Linked DNA regions of Mus musculus: regions 1 and 3 are each linked to region 2. The links are chromatin contacts, called in public promoter capture Hi-C and targeted proximity ligation maps. All regions are on one chromosome and are shown on one strand. The core of a region is the stretch at or near the end of the contact, and the rest is flanking DNA. Distances in the headings are between cores, read along the strand shown. Region 1 has its middle 4.0 kb from the start of Gm34012. Region 2 holds the start of Smc5 (structural maintenance of chromosomes 5). Region 3 has its middle 19 kb from the start of Mamdc2.

Region 1 (2,700 bases), core at 71-2,570, 220 kb before region 2:
TTCTAGGAGCTTAAGTCAGAGATAAACAGCTATTAGGTACCAAGATGGATGCTGAGCACAGAATGGAATTTCTTTTAGCCATTACAAATCTAATCAGAGATTGGTTGGTTACTCCCGCAAGCTTTGTCTAACTATTATACCTATGAATCTTACAGGCAGGTTACCCATTGGCTGGGCCTGGTGTTTACCTTTCTTCTTTACTAGTGAGCAAAATTACATTTTGCTGCTGTTTTCCCTACCTATTACTTTCTTTCGTGTGTGTGTGTGTGTGTGTGTGTGTGTGTGTGTGTGTGTAAATGCTGGTGTGCCACAATACAAGTATGGAAGTCAGAATACAATGAGCAGCTTCTCTCTTTCCATCATGTGGTAGGTTTCAGTAATCAAACTCAGGTTGTCAGACTGGCAGCAGGCATCCTCACCTTGCTTGCCAGCCTATTCTTCCTCCTTTTTACTTTCCTTCTTTTCCTCTTTTCCTTTCTGTCCTTTTCTTTTCTTGGAATAGGATCTCACAGTATATCTCAAACTGGACTCAAATGTAACAATCCTCCTGCCTCAGCAGAGTGCTAGGGTTACAGAAGTACTCTATAACAACTGGCTTTGCTTCTTCTTCTTCTTCTTCTTCTTCTTCTTCTTCTTCTTCTTCTTCTTCTTCTTCTTCTTCTTCTTCTTCTTCTTCTCCTTCTCCTTCTCCTTCTCCTTCTCCTTCTCCTTCTCCTTCTCCTTCTCCTTCTCCTTCTTCTTCTTCTTTAATATAAGACTCTAGTTCATCTTGAGTCCTTCTTCCTTCTAAGGCTTAAAGATCCATTTGGAGAGATTTGAAGTAAGCTTTCTTATAGCTGGTTTGTCTTTCCATTAAGCTGTGATATTTCTGAGGTTTTAACAGATTACCTAAGTACTCTATTTTGACTGATGGTTACATCAATGTCTCCAGACAGTGTAAGCTATAGAAATTGCCCAGTTTTCCCCTCATCCATTCTTTGCTTGACCTAATTCAAGCAAACGTGTGATTTGAGTAATATACTGGACAACATTCACTTTGTTGCCCAGTACAAGACCTTAGTCTGCTTGCTGTTCAATGGAAAGCAATTAGTTAAAAAGGAAGGTGCTGGGCTGGCTGGCTGGTGGTGGAGCATGGGGCTGTTTTGTGGGCAAGTTGATTTAGGGGAGGATTGCATAAGGGATGGCTGGTTGCATGCTGATAAGTAGAGATTTGTGTTCTTACACATCTAATCTTGGTCACTTAGTCACTCCCAGTCCCACAGGTCTTAAGGAGGAGGCTCATTGCTTCCCCAGTCTATTCTTGTCATTGTTTACTTTGACCATGTGAGGTTCCTGACTAATTTCACAATGAACAAGCTAGAGTGGGCAGCTGTCCAGAGGCCCTGCTGATCTGAAAAACTCCCAAAATGGAAAACAAACAGATCACACCTATTTATTGTGAAAGATGGGGTCTGCAGAAATCCAGTGGGGAGAAGATGAGCTCAACACCCATCTTCCTTATAAACCCCAGGCTTAAGATTCTCCATGACTCAAGACGAATGTCGAGTAGGTATCTGGAGTTCTGTCTCTGTCCAGCTATCTTTGTCACCACAGTCATTCTTCAACTCTGTCTCTTTAGCTCAATGATTCTGTACTCTTCTTGTGAATCCCTTCCTGTTAGGTTTTTCTTTGCTGTGAAGAGATACCATAACTCTTATAAAGAAAAACATTTAACTGGGGCTGGCTTACAGCTCAGAGATTTAGTCCATTGCTGTCATGGCAGGAAGCATGGTGGAGTGCAAGCAGACATGGTGCTGGAGAGGTAGCTGAGCATTCTACCTCTGGATCAGCAGGCAGCAGGAAGAGACTGCCACACTGGACCTGCCTTGAGTATCTGAGGCCTCAAAGCCTACCCCCAATGACATACTTCCTCCAAGAATGCCACACCTACTTCAACAAGGCCACACCTTCTATTAATGCCATTGTCTGAGTCTCTGGGGGCCATTTTCCTCCAACTACTGCACCTTACAGTACTTTCCACTAATGAACTCCACAGCTAGAGCCAAGGCAGCCCCAAGACCCACCTCCATTGTCTCCTTTTCATCTAACAGCAGTCTTGCTGCCCCATGTTTAGAAAAAGGTGCTGAGCATATCCTTCCCAGAAGCCCATGGGCCCCTCTCTAAGACGGATCATAGTCTAGGTCCCAAATCAAGTCTTAAAAATATGAAACAATTGAAATAACTTAACTCTTATCAGATCACAGTAAAATAAAACTAGAAATCACAAAAGTGAGAGAAATCACAAGAGCTACACAAACACTTGGAATCTTGCTGCAGACCCTCTGGGTCCCTTTGTCTGCATGGAACTGGTCTCTGGGTGCAGATGGGCAAGGAGTCGGTGGGTGACAGACAGACCAACAGGAGAGATTGTGTAGAACCTGAATGTCTTGTCACAAAGTGAACACCAGTCTTATATAGTACAGAAAATAAAAGGGGTAGGAAGTCACAGCAGGCAAAGTACATTGAAGTTGCCTGACACAAAACAAAGGAGTGACTACAAAGGGACTTACAGGAACCAGGTAAATGTTTACAGTAAAGATAAAGCCGTCCTGCATAGGGTCAGCTTAATGACAGGTAAGGATTTCACACCCTAATGCTACTCCTTTGAGCCTTGTGAAGGCTAGCACCAGGGGGTTCTGCTCTAAGCAGAATGCCCCCCTA
Region 2 (2,795 bases), core at 76-2,575:
GTTGGGTGAATGTTGCCTATGGGCTTCAGGGGCATAATCTTTGAAAGGGCTAATGAGATGAACATGGGCACAGGGAGGTAGAGCCATTCCTAAAGAAGCAGGGAATTTAAAGACCCTGAAAGGACCCCTATGGAAGATTTAAAGGAAGGATTGAAGAAAGCGAAGGGGATGGTAACCCCATAGGTAGACCAACAATATCAACTAACCTGAACCCCTAGGAGCTCCCAGAGAATAAGCCACCAACCAAAGAACATACATGGGCTGGTCCAAGGCCACCAGCACATATGTAGCAGAGAGCAGCCTTGTCTGGCCTTAGTGGAAGAGGATGTGCTTAGTCCTGCAGAGACTGGATGCCCCAGGGAGGGGGGATACCAAGGGAGAGGCACCCTCTCAGAGTCAAAGAGGAGGAGCGATGGGGGGGGGGGGGAAGAACTCTGGGGGGGGGAGAGAGACAACATTTGGGTTGTAAATAAGTGAAATGCTTAATTAAATAAAAGAAAGAAAGAAAAGAAAAAAGAAACCCTGAAGGGAGAGGCCATCTGGTGGCTGCACTGGAACTGGTGGCTGCACTAAGGAAGCAGAAGTAGTAAAAGTTCAAGACCAGCCTGGGCTCTCTAGTGAGTAGTAGTCCATCTAGAGCTATATAAAGAGTCTGTCTCAAATAAATAAATAAATGTATGTGCTGGGAGATAGCATGATGGCCCAGTGGTTAAGAGAACGGACTGCTATTCTAGAGGACCTGGGTTCCACTGTCTGTAACTCCGAGATCTGACACCCTCACACAGACATACATACATGCAGGCAAAACATCAATGCACATAAAATAAAAATAAATAAATTATACAATAAAAGGACTAGGAAGTGTGAGTGGGCAAGTAATTAATACACTCTTCACAATCTTGAGAGCATCAGATGGTTGTTAGTGCCATGCTTCCAACAACAGGCACAGTCAACAGGCATCTTTTCTTTGGAGTTCATTTGAGCACCAGGGAAGGAAACTGCAATGTAGAACATAAGACAGATGAAGCCTGGAGTTCTGGGAGGGACCGTTGCAAAGTAGTAACACACACACACACACACACACACACACACACACACACACACACACACACACACACACACACACGAGAAACACACAGAGACACACACAGAGACACACACAGAGACACATACACACACACACACACACACAGACACACACACACACACATCGCACCTCTGAGGCCACCGGGGAGCGTTGGTCGGGGCGTGGCCTCGGGTTTGCGGGGCGGAACCGCGCAAGCGCATCGGGGCCGCGGGGGCGGGGTCAGGCGGGGTCAGTTAGCGCGGGAGCCGGGCGCGGAGGCTCCTGGGCTGCGGCTCGCCGGGAACGGAAGCCGCTGCGGGACGCGGAGGAAGCCAGGATGGCGACTCCGAGCGGGAAGGCTGCTCCCCCCAACCCCCAGGTTTCCAAGCGGTCTCTCCCGAGAGATGCTTCCTCCGAGGTCCCGAGCAAGAGAAAGAACTCGAACCCGTTGCCGACGCTGCCGCGGCCGTCCGGGACCTTCGTCGAGGGCTCAATCGTCCGCATCGCCATGGAGAACTTCTTGTGAGTGGCGGCAGGCCGCGCTGGGCGGGAGCAAGCGGCCCGCAGGCCCGGGGCGGTGGGCTGTGCCCGGCGGTGGGGAACCTGTGCCAGGCTAACCCTGAGGCATTCCCTGCCTAGGCCACGAAGACTGGCCGTGTTGGCTGTAGTAGGCGTGTGGCCTGATGTTTTTATCCACCCAGTGGTTTTGGAAGGCGTCGGCTCTAGGCAGTAGATACGAAGGGGCCGGGTCTCTAGTTTGTTAATCTGCGAATCTCGATCTACCACGGACCTGTGCACTTCACAAAACTCGACAGTTACAGCAGAGTGGCAAATTTTAAAAAGTGTACACGATTTCCAGAATGGGCAGATGACATGGTAATGGTTGTTGATTGGAGATTAGAGTGTACCAAAGAAATTAAAAATCGTGTTCCCAGTTTTTGTACCTCCTTGCAGATTCTTGCCCCGTCCAATCCTCCTTTCTTCCTTGCCCCGACCCCAACTAGTTGAGTAGATTCTAAATGTTACCAGAAATATCATTATCTGTTTATCATCTTAGAGTTATCTTTTCGAGGTATTTTTTCTTAAATGTAGGCTTGCATAATTTATAGACCCTTAATAACAATACCATTTTTTTTTCAAGCAGTTGTGTATCAGGTGTTCGTTTGTTTTATTTACACATCGCTGCGTTTCTACCTGTCTTTGTTGATGACATAAACTCATGGCTATTGTTTTTTTGCCCCGGTCTGTATAGATTCTAATAGCAAAATTGCTAATTTGAATCCTGATCAGGAAAGGTAACTGTACTCAGCATGAGGTTATCTGCTGTAACTTATCTACCCAGGATTTCATGGGAGGCACAGACTGAAAAGGCTAAGTCCATCCCCAACCATCAGAGCTTTGTGAAGAAGATACTAAAGTAGAAAAGGAGGGAAGACGATTACCCAAAGAAGGAACTGCCTGAAAGCCAGTTTGTAATGTTTCGTGAGTGACCTTAGGTAGAATGTAAGAACATAGGTGAATAGAGGTTGGAAACGATTGTTCCGGCTTGTCTGTTACTATACTAAAGAACTCCAGCATCATCCTGCAGGCAGGCGGTCGGGAACCTGTGATTTTGAAAGGGTGCCAGATAGCAAGCAAGAATATTTAAAGTAAGAAAGCAAGAATGCAGAGCTGAAAGGGTTATTTGATAAGATCTGCCTATAGATTGTGAGGCCTGAGAGTGGAGGAG
Region 3 (2,759 bases), core at 236-2,735, 190 kb before region 2:
TGAATCCATGTAATTTGACTTCAAATATAATGCTCTTCAAACTGTAGTTAGTAATTCTACCACTACGGTACTGGTGCAGAGTGAGCCCCTGATGCAGAGTAAGTATTCTGCCACCAAGCCAGGCTGGTCTGGGATCAGTAAGGCTTAACAAAGAAAAACTTGTTAATCATGGAATTGACCATGAGTTTTTAATAGGAACAGACTGGGCATCCAGACAGCTTTTTGTTTTCCTTCAATTCGTTTTTGAATTGACTGTTAAAAGATTTTTAGAACTGTTGAAGGAAAGTACTTGGAACTTGAGATCAGATTTTAGGAAAATGGGAGATTTCTTTTCTACCGTTATCCCCCGGGGTTTGGAGTTTCCTTGTGCTCAGAATGGCTACTTTGACTTTGTCACCGCATTATAATGGATGTTTGCTCTTAAAATACAGCATTTTTTCCCTCACACTACAATGGCAAATTTTGTTTTGCCTATTTATCAATGTAAAACAAATTCCCTTCAACAGGGTAACGTAATAAGGGTCCATGTAACTCCAAGGAAGGATTTAGTGAGACCCAGTCAACACCATAATTCTTCCCCTCTGATTAACATTTTAGCTGAAGGAAGAACAATAAATCATTAATATAACCCCTAAAGTCTAAACAAAAACTTATTGCTTTAGAATATATTAATTTATTTTTAATGCTCATGTCCATTTTAGAAGAATGGCTTAGTGACAATATTTTAACTACTTAAAATGATAACGACCACTCTACCAATCCGTCATCTGAAGTCAAATGCTGAACTCAGCTACAATTGCTCATTGTATTCTCTGCTGTAATGAAATTCCTTAACAATGGCATATTTATAGCTTAAATGGAAAAGGTCACCTTCTTTTGTATATTGTCCTCCTTTAATTAACTCTGGGGTCTTTGAAAGCAATTTAGGCCTGAAAGTCTTGACGGATTTATCATTTTTTTCCTCTTAAAGTAAAACAAATGCCACTTATATGTAAAGGATTAGGCTACCTTCTTCAACTTCAGAGTGGCCTTTGAATGTCATGCATTTGAGAGATTCTTGGAAAAGGATGCCTGAATTCAGTCTGGCAGCTTAATTGCATGAGAATGAACAAGATTAGGAAACAAAAACAACAGTTCTGGCAAGAAAGAAAGACTGGCCCTCTTGCCCATTTGCAGAGTTACTTCCCCTCCTCTGTATTCAATACCAACAGGTCACCAAGACAACAGGAGGCAGGAGGCACTGGGTGGAGTAGCACAACCATTGGGAACCAGTGTGTTTCAGTTTTTGAAAGCCATAACAAGGACTATGCCACCTGTTATACACAAAGTTTCATTTCATTATTTGGACTAATGCTTGTGCACAAAAGTGGATATTTGATGATACTTGCTGACTATGTTGTTTTACAGACTCTCTAGAAATTTGAAAGGAAAGTTGTCTGCTCTTGACTTCCACATTCAACAGACTGAGTCAATAGTCAGTGAATTTAATGGACTTAATGCGTCCCGAACACTTGGTGGTAAGGCTACTGTGATGTTTTCACTGTAGAGCTAGGAAAACCAAACAATCACAAGCTGAAGAGATTTGTTCCAGGTCAATGGGAGATTGGGGGGGGGGGGGCGGGGGGCACGTCAAAATACCCTGTGCTCATTTGCCATTTGGTTACTCTCTCCTTCATTCATGGTTCCATTGCCAATGTCTTTTTCTCTAAAGAAGAAGAAAACGATCCTGAAACCCTTTCTCCAAATACAGCATGCTTTTGATAGTTTCTCTATCCACAAATCTATTCTACTATTCTTGATTCCAGGGAGGATAAATTCCTAGGGGTTCAAATCCAAGCATTTCTATTACTACTGCTGAGTCTCACATAGACTACCAGTGACAGCCAGCTCACGGGATTCTCCTCTTATGTAAGTTGGGGGAGGGAGGGAAAGTGAGGCAGAGATGAGGAGATGGGGAAGTGGTATTGAATCCACCCTGCTACTGCTCAGTAGCTCCTGGAAGAATGGCAAGCCCGAATGGGTTTCAGTTCTCTTTCAGATCTACAGCATTTCACATCCTCATAGCCACTGAGTGTGACTTTGAATGCTATCCAAAGGCTCTTCTACTATTTCTGTCAATTTAACCTGTGTGTCTATGCACACATGGATAAGGCCATCTTATAGTTTGAGAACAGGTCTCTCACTGAACTCAAACTCATCCTGTCTCTGTCCAACCCTGTACGGGAATCAGAGGTGAATGCTGTTACCCCACCCCCACGCCCCTCCCCGTGTGTGTGTGTGTGTGTGTTATGGTGGGCTGGGGATTCAATTCAGGGCCTTGGGCTTACATGGCAAGCACTTTACAGACTGTTCCATTTCCCCCTAAACCTTCATCAAGGCCCATTAGATCTTCAGTATGACTATTGGAAATTGAGAGAAACTACAGTAAGCCAATGTCACAATGCAAGCCTTTAAAGGGGTCAGAAAATATAGATTCCATACCAAGGACCAACAGATTGTCAGTAAAATCTGGTCAATTTTAATAGAGGCTAGAATACATTAAAGTAAGTATGTCCATATTATAAGATTTGGAAACACATCTCTGGAGGAGTCTGTAAGGACATTTCCAGAGAGGTTTGACTGAAGTTGGAGAACCCACCCTGAATGTTCATGGTACATGATTCCATAGGCTAAGGTCCCACTGTGAATTAAAAGAATGTAAGTGTTCATCTTTGTTTCCTAACAACAGGTGCAATGTAACTAAGCTATACCTTCTCTGC

Evidence for each region. Promoter capture Hi-C pulls out the DNA fragments that hold promoters and counts their contacts.
Region 1: a contact with region 2 is called in a promoter capture Hi-C map of liver, with 2.2 times the contacts expected there. A contact is called at or near these places in 12 of 39 promoter capture datasets (the HPC-7 cell line, cranial neural crest, embryonic stem cells and 6 more), 3 of 484 Hi-C or Micro-C datasets (bone marrow-derived DN2 thymocytes, liver and nephron progenitors), 4 of 130 datasets of targeted methods (bone marrow-derived macrophages, embryonic stem cells, extraembryonic endoderm stem cells and 1 more) and 1 of 9 other capture datasets (embryonic stem cells).
Region 3: a contact with region 2 is called in a targeted proximity ligation map of embryonic stem cells, with 4 times the contacts expected there. A contact is called at or near these places in 3 of 39 promoter capture datasets (the HPC-7 cell line and hippocampal neurons), 2 of 130 datasets of targeted methods (both in embryonic stem cells) and 1 of 9 other capture datasets (liver).

The regions. Positions count from the first base shown.
Region 1 is chr19:23,491,426-23,494,125 of GRCm38.p6, reverse strand. No RefSeq gene overlaps it. Among named protein-coding and RNA genes, the nearest start is that of Gm34012, 4.0 kb to the left of the region's middle.
Region 2 is chr19:23,272,427-23,275,221 of GRCm38.p6, reverse strand. It overlaps Smc5 (structural maintenance of chromosomes 5), which reads left to right and starts at 1,325. Exons shown (of 25, transcript NM_001252684.1): 1 at 1,325-1,588. The coding sequence starts at 1,404. It overlaps Gm33950 (a long non-coding RNA gene), which reads right to left and starts at 1,314. Exons shown (of 2, transcript XR_386613.2): 1 at 1,217-1,314; 2 at 863-998.
Region 3 is chr19:23,466,422-23,469,180 of GRCm38.p6, reverse strand. No RefSeq gene overlaps it. Among named protein-coding and RNA genes, the nearest start is that of Mamdc2, 19 kb to the right of the region's middle.